2 separate regions of the Mus musculus genome follow, and region 2 is linked to region 1. The links are chromatin contacts, called in public HiChIP or PLAC-seq maps. All regions are on one chromosome and are shown on one strand. The core of a region is the stretch at or near the end of the contact, and the rest is flanking DNA. Distances in the headings are between cores, read along the strand shown. Region 1 has its middle 40 kb from the start of Gm25721. Region 2 overlaps Hsd17b11 (hydroxysteroid (17-beta) dehydrogenase 11).

Region 1 (5,505 bases), core at 1,640-4,139:
CATTTCGGAAGGAGTGAACCAACTCCTACAAGTTGTGTTGGCATGTTGGCATTTAGTCTAGGCTCTGCCCCTCAGTGACCTGGCAATCGTCAGCTGTGCCTGACTCACTATAAAAGGGCCTGCTTACCCCCTTTGTGGTTTTTCGAGACAGGGTTTCTCTGTGTAGCCTTGGCTGTCCTGGAAATGTCCTGAAAACTCACTCTGTAGACCAGGCTGGCCCCAAACTCAGAAATCCACCTGCCTCTGCCTCTGCCAAGTGCTGGGATTAAAGGCTTGTGTTGCCATGCCCTGCCCTCCTCCCTCTCTTCCTTTCTTGCTCTTGCTGTGTAGCTCTTTACCCTCTCTCCCCATTTCCCCTCCCCTCTCTCTCCATATGCTCATGGCTGGTCTGGTCTGGTCTGATCTGGTCTGGTCTGGTCTCTCCTCTCATCCTCTCATCTTCTCTCTCTCTCTCTCTTTCTCTCTTTACTACGGTCTCAACTCCCCTCCCCATGCCCTAATTAAACTCTTATTCTATACTGTACGGCTGGTCCCTCAGGGGAAGGGATGCCTCAGCATGGGCCCCCAGAGGCACCCTCTTCCCCCACACCTGACTACACATCCACCAAACATATCTCTGGTTTCTCTATCTTTTTATAAAACACACTAAGTTGTCCTCTGACCTCCTCATAAATATTGCAGCAGGCATGTATCCACACACATACATATATGCACAGAACAAATGAATAAAATGTGACAGTCACCACAACATTTCCCTGCAAGAGTAAAAATACCACATACTTATTAATAGTAGTATTTATAATTTTCTGTTCCAAGTTCCCACAGATTTAGTGGTTTAACCTCCTCAAGTAGTAAAGAAAGTGCTATTGTGTCCCTTCTCTTATTTTAGAGACAATTCTCAGGTCTGTGACACAGACAAGCAGAGGTGCCAAGTGTCTACGATACAGGATACAGGTTACTCTCAAGAATGTATGTATGGAACAGCCTTGGGAAATGCAGCTAGCGTCTACTTCTCCAGCAAAGGGGAACATGTTTATTATACAGTGTGATCAAGACAGTATCTCCCCTGGAGTACAGAGCAGCTGTACAGCCAATTATAAAAGAGGGGGTTCCTTGAGCTCTGGATTCCCTCCTGGAACACAGCTTGCTCCCTGAGACTGCAGTGTCTTTTGCCAATTGGCACTTAGGAAACAAGAGTAAGAAAAGAGAATACTGTCACTCTAGCAACTACCATTACAAATGACAAAATCACTCTGCTGTCACCCAGAGGTCTCCAGGCGGGTTAATTTGTTAGCTTGTAAGTAGGATAATATAACATCCTCACATTCCTTGACCAGAAGCGAATTGCTTTGCCCAGAGTCTGAGAAGTGGCAGGAGACACATTAAAGACGCATCAGCCTGCACATCCAGGGCAGAACCCTGGTGTTAAGCCGTTGCTATAAGCAGTGGTGCTGAACCTTGTTCCAGAAATAGAAGCAGCAACAGCTCCTGGTTACAAATGCAAATTCTGCACCAGCATTCGCAGACAGACCAGAAACAGTGACTGTGGCACTAATGGGGACATCTGTGGCTCTGAAGTATGTAACACCTAAATGACTGCATCAACACACACACACCCAACTTATCTCCCAGGCTGTAGGCAATGGTATGGGGAGGAGGACTTTACAAGGCATGAATTCTTGAAACCCACAAATACAGCTTCCATAAATTCTCGAAAGGGTTTTTTTCTAAATTAAAGAAGGCAGTTTATAGTCGGGCAGTGGTGGTGCACGCCTTTAATCCCAGCACTTGGGAGGCAGAGGCGGGCGGATTTCTGAGTTCGAGGCCAGCCTGGTCTATGGAGTGAGTTCCAGAACAGCCAGGGCTACACAGAGAAACCCTGTCTCAAAAAAACAAAAGAAAAAAAAAAAAAAAGGCAGTTTGTAAGGTGCAGAGGCCAGAGGATACCTTTGGGAGTGGTCCCTCAGGAGTCATCCACCTTGTTTTCGAGACTAGGTCTCTTACTTGATAAGTAGGTAGGCAGGAAGCCTGTCTCTACTCCACAACTCCAGGAAAGTGGCCTCATCTTTTACAATACTATATACTCAGCCCTTTTTGTTTGATTTATTATTTGTGTGGTTTTCATAAGACAGGATCTCACTATATAGTCCAGGCTGGCTTTGAACTCACAAGGACTCATCTGCCTATGGCTCTCAAGTCCTGAGATTAAAGATCTGTACCACAATGCCTAGCAGTATAATAATAAATAATAATAATAATAATAATAAAAGTCTTAACAAGTAACTTGGTAAGGCTACCCTTAAACTTGTCTCTCTTTTTTTGAGATCCAATTAGTTTTTATTTTATGTGTGTATTTGCTTTGCATGCGTGTGTCTGTGCAGGTGTCCTTGCCATGTCCTCGGAGGCCAGAAAAGGGTTTTGGATCCCCTGAAACTGCATTGTAAGCAACCACGTGGGAGCTAGTAATTGAACCTGGGTCATTTGTGAGATCAGTCAGTGCTCATAACCACTAAACCATCTCTCCAGCTCTTACCTTTGAACTTGTGATCCTCCTGTCTCTGTTTTCTGAACATCTGGAGTTACAAATCTGTACTACTGGTCTAGCTAAGATCCTCGGTACAGATCAATACAACTTGTCTGTTAAATGGGTTGACTTAATGTTTTCCATGTGCATAGTATATATTGTGGACATATAAATATATATCTGGGATGCTAGAAGAAAATGCTTACACCATAGTTGTGATGAGAATTACTTAGCCAAGGAGAAATACTATTTATATTTTAAGTCAAGCTGTAATTCTTGAAAAACAGGAAACCACATATCAACATAGCCAACAGAGTGTACCATGCTAGAAAGTGCACCAGGCTTTGAGTCAGAGGAGAGTTATTCAACTTCAGCCCAATTTCCTGACTTTAAAGGGGAAAACGAACTCAACTGAGAGCTACAATTAGGTGTGCGCGGTAGGTCACGGGAAGTAAGCACAGACATGCTCCCTGGGAGTGTACCTGATTGTTCTTGGAGGATCAGGGTTTTACCCCAATGTCATGCTTAGATCACTGTCTGGCACACAGAAGATGCTTTCTATTCAAGAAGTATCAGGAGTGAACAAGGTATTTCATAATGTTAGCTCCCTTCAGGCTCTGCTTGTCACAAAGCTCTTTCAGTAGGAAAAAGTCACTCTATCAAAAAAAAAAAAAAAACACTTAGTCATATTTAAAATGGGCCAGTTAATTTCAGAACATCAGCTGACTTTCTTCCCTGGAGAATACTACTAAAGGAGAGCTGTCCTGAAGCCTGAGAAAGAGGAGCTCCTATTAGCAACCCTGGCCATAGTCAATTCTGCAATGATACAACGTAAACACAATGAGTTGAGGGGATGGGGGGTAGGGGCTGCAGGGGCTGCAGAGGGTTGGGGAGGGTTGCCGGGAGGGCTTCAGGGACTACAGGGAGGGCTGCAGGGGCTGCAGGGGGGTCGGGGGGCTGCAGAGGGCTGCGGGGAGGGCTGCAGGGGCTGTGGGGTGCTGCAGAGGGCTGCAGGCACAGCTCAGCTTTGTGATAGAGTTCTTACCTAGCATGCACCAGGTCCATGGTTCACTTGCCAGACATGGTAGCCCAGGGCTGTACTTGGGGTTAAAGGCTGATAATCAGAAATCCAATGTCATCCTCGCCTACGTACAGAGTTTGTGGCCAGCTACACGAAACCCGATCTTAAAAAATGGGAGTGAGGATGGGGGTGGAGATGGCTTAGTGGGTAAGGTGGATTAATGAACAAGGATGAAGACCAACTTTCAAATCCCTCGAACTCAAGAAAAGCCAAGCGTGGACTCAGCGGTGCTGTGATCCCAGCCCTGTGAGGGATACAGACAAAAGGGCTGCTCGAGCCTGTCAGACGCCAGCCTAGCTCCAGAGTCAGGGGTAGACCCTGGCCTCCAGGGAATAAGGCAGGGAGTAGTAGAATAGGACACTTGATATCCTCTTCTGGCCTGTATATGAACACATGCAGGTGCTCACACTCACATCTATACATGCATATATACCACATATATGCACACACAGATAGTCATTAATAAAACAAAAAGCCATTCCGGGCCAGCCAGGGTTACACAGTAAGATCCTGTTCTTAGGGCTGTCGAGATGGCTCAGTGGTTAAGAGCACTGGCTGTTCTTTTTAGAGGTATGGAGTTTAATCCCCAACAACCACATGGCAGCTCCCGCTTGGAGGAGGAGGAGGAGGAGGAGGAGGAGGAGGAGGAGGAGGAGGAGGAGGAGGAAGATGAAGAAGATGAAGAAGAAGAAGAAGAAGAAGAAGAAGAAGAAGAAGATCTTGTCTCAAAGCCAAAACAACTAAAGCAGCAGCTAACACACTTCTGCAGCCTTAAGAGTGATGTCTTCGAGGTATGCCATCCCACGCAAATATAAATTAATTTTGTCTTTTATTTGTTTTTTTTGTGTAGCCCTGACTGTCCTGCAGCTGGCTCTGTAGACCAGGCTGGCCCTGAACTCAGAGAACTGCCCAATTTTGCCTCCCGATTTTGCTAAGATTAAAGATGTGTGTCACCACCACCACCACACCAGGTATTTAACTTTGCTTTTTAAATGTTAATTTATCTGGAGCCTGGGATGGTGGCACACACAGGAGGCAGAGGCAGGCAAATCTGTGAATTCTTGGCTAGCCTGGTCTACAAATAGAGTTATAGGACAGCCAGGGCTGTTACACAAAGGAACCCTGTCTTAAACAACAACAACAACAACAACCTTTTGTGTTGGAGGTGCCCATGGAGGCCAGATGGGGGTGTCATCTAGAGCTCTGAGGCCACTAGGAACCAAACCCAGGAACCACTGAGCCGGCTCTCCAGCCCCAGCTTTGGCTTTTAAAAAGTGAAAATATAGGACTATTTCAGGACTTGCACTTTCACATCCAACAAACTCCATGAGAAATTATGCAAATTTGATGCAAGAGGTAAGCAAGGAAGTCTTTCCACTTATCTTTCAAAAATAATAAAAATAAGCCAGGCGTGGTGGCACACGCCTTTGATCCCAGTTCTCAGGAGGCAGAGGCAGGAGGATTTCTGAGTTCAAGGCCAGCCTGGTCTACAAAGTGAGTTCCAGGACAGCCAGGGCAATACAGAGAAACCCTGTCTCGAAAAACCAATAAAATAAAATAAAATAAAATAATAATAACAAATAAATAAATAAATAAAAACAGGCTGAAGAGATGGCTCAGCACTTAAGAGCACTGGCTGCTCTTCCAAAGGACCCAGGTTCAAATCCCAGCATCCAAATGTCAGTACATAACTGTCTATAATTCCAGTTCCGGGGGATCTGACACCCTCACATGGACATACAAGGAGGCAGAACACTAATGTAAATGAATTTTTTAAAAAATCAAAAAAAAAAAAACAACACAAGTTTTTGTTTTTCGTTTTTTTCAAAAGATCGATTTTAACTGGCAATGTGGCAGTGTAGGACCGTAATCCCAGCAATTTAGAAGTTGAGGCAGGGAG
Region 2 (5,505 bases), core at 1,529-4,028, 300 kb before region 1:
ACAAGTTCAAGACCAGCCTGGGCTGCATCAAAAGTTCAAGGCCAACATACAGGGCATAGTGAAACTTTGTCTTAAAACAAACAGAAAACCTACAAAACCCAACTACATTATAGTCTTGTATTTTGAATCTAAAACTATTAAGCTGTACATATTAATAATATATGCCAGCATCATTTTCAGTTCCTGTGACATGAGACTATGTATGTCACTACTCAATTATTGAGACTTTTGCATGATTCCCTCAGTTATTAGGAATACAAACCTCCAGACCCAGGTAGGGCTCAGGGCGAGTCTTTGGCTGGCTTCTTCCCTCCCTTGGTAAGGATTAGCCTCCAGCAGGTCAACTCACCTCTTTAAACCTCAAGTTCAGCAAGACCATCATTTCCCCCAAAGCGCCTTCACACAAGCAAGTTCTAGGCTCTGGGATCTCAACCAACTTGGATCTAATCACTGGATTTGGCAGCTTGGTGACTGTGGTGTGACCAGAACAGGGAGATCTAATGCTGCCCGTCACAGCCATTTTAAATGTTCTCCACTATTTACTTTCATGAGATTTCCCCCAACATTAATATCTGGAAGCCCAGTTGACAGTTTCTTGGTGCAAACATTTGCACATGACTCTCAATCACAGAGTAGGGCATGGTGAATTTGACTCCACTTTAACGAACTTCATGCTCTTGTCAAACTGTCTTCCAGAAATGAACAGTGTAACCCGGGCTCTGGAAAACAGGAAGCCGTAGTTAGTTTTTAGTTTTGTTTTATCTCACTTTTTAAAAAAGTTCAGATCCAGACTTTAAAGGTTGCTATGCTCAGTTATATATGATGAAATCTGCCTGTATGTTGAAAGACAAACTGAGAAAATACCAATTTTCATGTTATTTGACCATTACATATTAGAGGAAAATGCTACTATGTGTGTTAACAAGTGAGCATGTTTTTATGTCTGTCTCTGTTGGCATTTATCTTGTGGGCTTTCTTCTACTTTCCTTTAGTCTACCAAACTTTACTTTGCTTTTCGAACCTCAATTCCTGTTTCAGTAAACAACACTCATAATAACCTACATCTTAGAATCGTTGGGAGGCTTAAATAAAAATGAACCATCTGATTAACCGTGAGCAGGTTCTGTCCTACGCCAATGATTTTAGATGCCATCACTTTAGTTTCTGATGTTTGTCAGTGTACAGAAACTTTCCATGCTATTATTGAAACCAATAATATTTCATTTACAGCTTCAATGTATTTCTAAGCTTAAAAAAATGAAAAAGAGCCGGGCGGGGCACACACCTTTAATTCTGGCACTCTGGAGGCAGAAGCAGGAAGATCTCTGGTCTACAGAGTGAATTCCAGACAGCCAGGGCTACACAGAGAAACCCCATCTCAAACAAACATATCTATATATAGAAAAGAATACTTTCCACAATTTTATGTTTTTTAGAGTACAATGAGATTGGCAAGAATGTATAGACACTTTATCTAATTTCTAATTCATAAAGATTTAGAAACATAAAACTATCTGGTAATTAATATCACCAGACTATACACTCGAGTGACAGATTTTATGTTACATGTATCTTATGACTTTTTTTTAGTTAGTAATGTAAAATACCAGCAAATGACTGAATTATATACCTTCAGAAGGTGAACTGAGTTAATATGACTTAATATTTCAATAAAGCTCTTTTTAAATTTAGCTACCTAGAAAAATAAAAGTTCATCTAGAGTAGTTTCAGAATACTTCCAAGTGAAGAGGCTTTTGTAAGAATTGCTTTGCACTGTGATTCATTTATGACAAATATTTACTGAGTGCCCGCTAAGAGGCAAGCCCTGGGCAAGGCCTTGGAAACTCATTTGTGCCCAGGAGAGTCATAGAGATTATAATAAAAGTGTAAGCAAAGAGCTCGGGGGTTAGTCAGTCAGTAAAGTGCTGGGCTGGCCACACATAGGGACTGAGTTCAAATCCCCCCAAACCTAGCAACATATGCCTATGACCCAGCAATCTCAGGGCAGAGAAAGAACTATCCCTGGGGCTTCCTGGCCAGGCAGCGTAGCCAGTGGGCAAGCTTCAGGTTCAGTGAGAGACCCTGTCTCCAAAAATAAAATGAAGGCATTAATGGAAAACACCAATCTTAAAATCTTATCTTTACCCAAATACATACATACTACACCCCCACCACACACTGACACACCCACACACCCACAGGCACACGCATGCATTACAAATCTGAAATATTCTATCCGAGAAAACTTAAGAGTATTGTGTAATGAAGGTGGGGTTGGGGGTAAGATAGGACTCTGAGGAACTAAGCTGTGACTTAGAGAAGAACGGATGTGTACAGAAGAACTTCCGCTTGCATTCCACCACCATTTTAGAATAACTAATAAACAGATTACGGCGACGCTGGATTTTCTGGAAACAGCAACAATCAAAGCAAACACTCCGTAGGTTTCAGGTCTTCTCTTCAGTGCACAGAAATCCACCTGGTTAAGGACTCAACACGTAGGAAATGTTCTGTGCCGCGTGCTTGAAGTTTTCGTGTACTTAGGAATGAAGCTCTGCCCGCCAAAGCTACACCAGGCCTGTGATTCAGGGCTCCCCCCATCCCCCACGCTGCTGGTGGGAGGAGCTCACCTAACTGCAGCACCCCACTATTCTTGCATTCATTTGTGAACTCCTTCCTTTCAGCTCCAGCAAGTTTGCTGCCGTTGGCTTCCACAGAGCCTTGACTGATGAGCTGGCTGCCTTGGGACGAACAGGAGTGCGAACATCGTGCCTCTGCCCCAACTTCATAAACACCGGCTTCATCAAGAACCCAAGCACCAAGTAAGCTGGCCCAGGGTGAGACCAGAGTAAGCTGGGAGCACAGGTGCTTGCAGGGATTTCGCTCTGTGGACTTCCTAAAGAGATTAATCCCTGAACCGCCTGATACCTGATGCTTTCAGGTCCTGATGCTTGTGGGAAAACAGGTGGGGAAACAAGGAGAGAAAGACCGGAGGTCACAGCTGTAAATGCAGACCTGAATGACAGGGTAACGACAACGACTGGTTAATCTTTCCTTTGTTCCTTCAACCCCGATCAGCAGTTTCAGACTCACATACACATTTTTTGTCTCCTGGAGTGCTTGGGACAAAATCTGGGCTCCTGAACCCCAGCGATGATTTACATTGCTTGGTTGGGGTAGGGTAGTGGTGAGGAGGAGGGCGCCTGGATCCCTGGTCAAAAGCCACGTGGGGTGATTCCGGTGATGCTGTGTGGCTGTTCCGCCACAGTGCCCCTCCAGCAGGACAGCACCAGCTTACAGTTTACCAGAGGGTATCAGCTCCTTGCTGTTTACCTTTTAAACACCGCCAACTCCCGAGGTGGAGAGTCTTTGTATGCATAGTAATCATTAGCTCACACAACTGCTGTGGGCGCTTGTCAGTCTCATGGTATCTGCTTACTTGTCTAGGAAGCCTCAGAATTTTAAAGCAAATATCGAATAGCCCTTCCTGTGCCTGAGACCCCCTTTACATGTCCCATTGGCTGCATGAAGTTTTCCCAAGTGCTCCCCCACGGCCATTAAGTTCTGTGAGGTGTTAGGTCTCTCTCCTTCTACACTTAATCTACCCATATCAGCCAGGAAAAGACCAAACGTAACATTTGAAACAGTGTGTACAGAATGTATAACCATTGTAGAGATAAAAGATCACGCTTAAGCCATGAACCATCGAAGTCTGATAGTAGTATAAGATTTTTTCTCTTTAGTTTTTCCATTGGTGTGTAGTCATTGTTCATGGTATTATATTAAATAATATATAATATTTTCTTTCTTTTAAAAAATTTTTTAACCTAGGAACCTCTGTCTTGTTTCTTTAATCATTTTGAAACCACTAAGTTTTTACAAAGCAATATGCAAGTGATAGTGAGCTAGTAACATTTTACAAAAATTTGTACACTTCTACAGTCTACGCTAATAACAGATTGCCACAAAGCTAGAAATGTAAAATTCATCATGGTGATTTACAGTGTGGTTAGAAGTTACTAAGGAAACCTTGCATTGTCAGTCAATGGATTCCAACACAGAAAATCAAAGAACCTCCCTGTCTTCTAGTTACTAAGAGAATTGTGTGTGATGCTAAGAATCCTGAAGTATATATTTACAGGAAAATGGCTGATAAGAATCAATAGCATCGAGTCAAATCAACTAGGTTTCCTAATAAAATCATAGCTCTGATGTCTACCTTACAGAGGGAATTTGTGATGTTATTAATAAATATAGACACATGTTTTGTTTTGTTTTGTTTTTCGAGACAGGGTTTCTCTGTGTAGCCCTGGCTGTCCTGGAACTCACTTTGTAGACCAGGCTGTCCTCGAATTCAGAAATCCTCCTGCCTCTGTCTCCCAAGTGCTGGGATCAAAGGTGTGCGCCACCACTGCCCGGCTGACACATTTTTACAGGATGTTAAAAAATACATAAGAATAATGTATTCATTGTTACTACTTGAATTTGTAACAGACACTTTACATTTCCTGTGTCTCTCTGTCTGTCTCTGTCTCTATCTGTCGTCTCTGTCTACCTCTGTGTCTCTGTCTTTCTGTGTCTCTGTCTCTCTCTCTGTCTCTGTCTCTATCTGTCTCTTTGTGTCTCTGTTTGTCTCTGTCTATCTCTCTCTCTCTCTGTCTCTGTCTTCTCCCCTTCTCCTGGCTTTTTACAGTTTTCCTGGGTTCCAGGGATGGAACTCACATCACCATACCTGCACAGCAAGCCCTTCACTGCCTGAGTCATCTCTCTGGCCCTTGCTTGTACTTTCATCGTGCCTTATGCACATACACAATTGTATGCATCTATCTACATCCTGGGGACTCACAGATGAGTGAGAGCACATTTGTCTTTCTGAGACTGGCTCAATTCACATTTCCCTGTAAACACTGCAACTTGGTCTTTACGGCTGAGAACATTTCAGTGTGCATATACCATACCTTCGTTAACACACACACACACACACACACACACACACACACACACACGTTGCTGGATGCCTAAGTTGGTTCTATCCCTTAGCTCCGGTAAGTAGAGCTGTGATAAACATTGCCACGTGTCATCTTAGGAGTAGTCTAGCTGGGTCTTATGGTAGATCACCATGCCAAGCGTCTGTCTTCTCCTGTACATTCTCACCAGCGCCTGTGTGAGGAGAGGAGGAGCTTGAATTTGCATTCTGAATGACTGACAGGACCTCACCTGAGCTCTGAGTTGTTTTTGAAACTCAGCCAATCCGACTGGGGGAGGCGGGAACCTCAGTGTAGCTGGTGTGCATCTCTCTGATGGCTGCTGAAACTGAGCAATTATTTTTTTCATGTTTATTGGCCATTTGACTTCTATCTTTTCAGAAATATCTCTTCTTTAACCCATTTATTGCATGGACTTGGTATCTTGAAATTTTAGTTTTTTAAGTTCTTTGTACCGTCTAGATATTAGTCTTCTGTCGGATGTACAGCAAGCTAGGATTGTGTCCCATTCCTCAGCCAC

The links. HiChIP or PLAC-seq counts read pairs in DNA pulled down with a chosen protein or histone mark.
Region 2: a contact with region 1 is called in a FOXA1 HiChIP or PLAC-seq map of pancreatic cancer cells. The contact joins two enhancer-like sites. A contact is called at or near these places in 1 of 39 promoter capture datasets (the C10 cell line) and 3 of 115 datasets of contacts at active chromatin or transcription factors (T-cell acute lymphoblastic leukemia, microglia and pancreatic cancer cells).

The regions. Positions count from the first base shown.
Region 1 is chr5:103,695,740-103,701,244 of GRCm38.p6, reverse strand. It overlaps a transcript of Aff1 not described here. Among named protein-coding and RNA genes, the nearest start is that of Gm25721, 40 kb to the right of the region's middle. Within about 2 kb of position 2,889, at least 67 of the 459 cell types and tissues checked have an H3K27ac peak or open chromatin away from gene starts, as enhancers often do. A contact at or near this core is called in pancreatic cancer cells, where this site is marked.
Region 2 is chr5:104,000,489-104,005,993 of GRCm38.p6, reverse strand. Hsd17b11 (hydroxysteroid (17-beta) dehydrogenase 11) reads left to right here. Exons shown (of 7, transcript NM_053262.3): 5 at 2,685-2,822. Among named protein-coding and RNA genes, the nearest start is that of Hsd17b11, 19 kb to the left of the region's middle. Within about 2 kb of position 2,778, at least 41 of the 459 cell types and tissues checked have an H3K27ac peak or open chromatin away from gene starts, as enhancers often do. A contact at or near this core is called in pancreatic cancer cells, where this site is marked.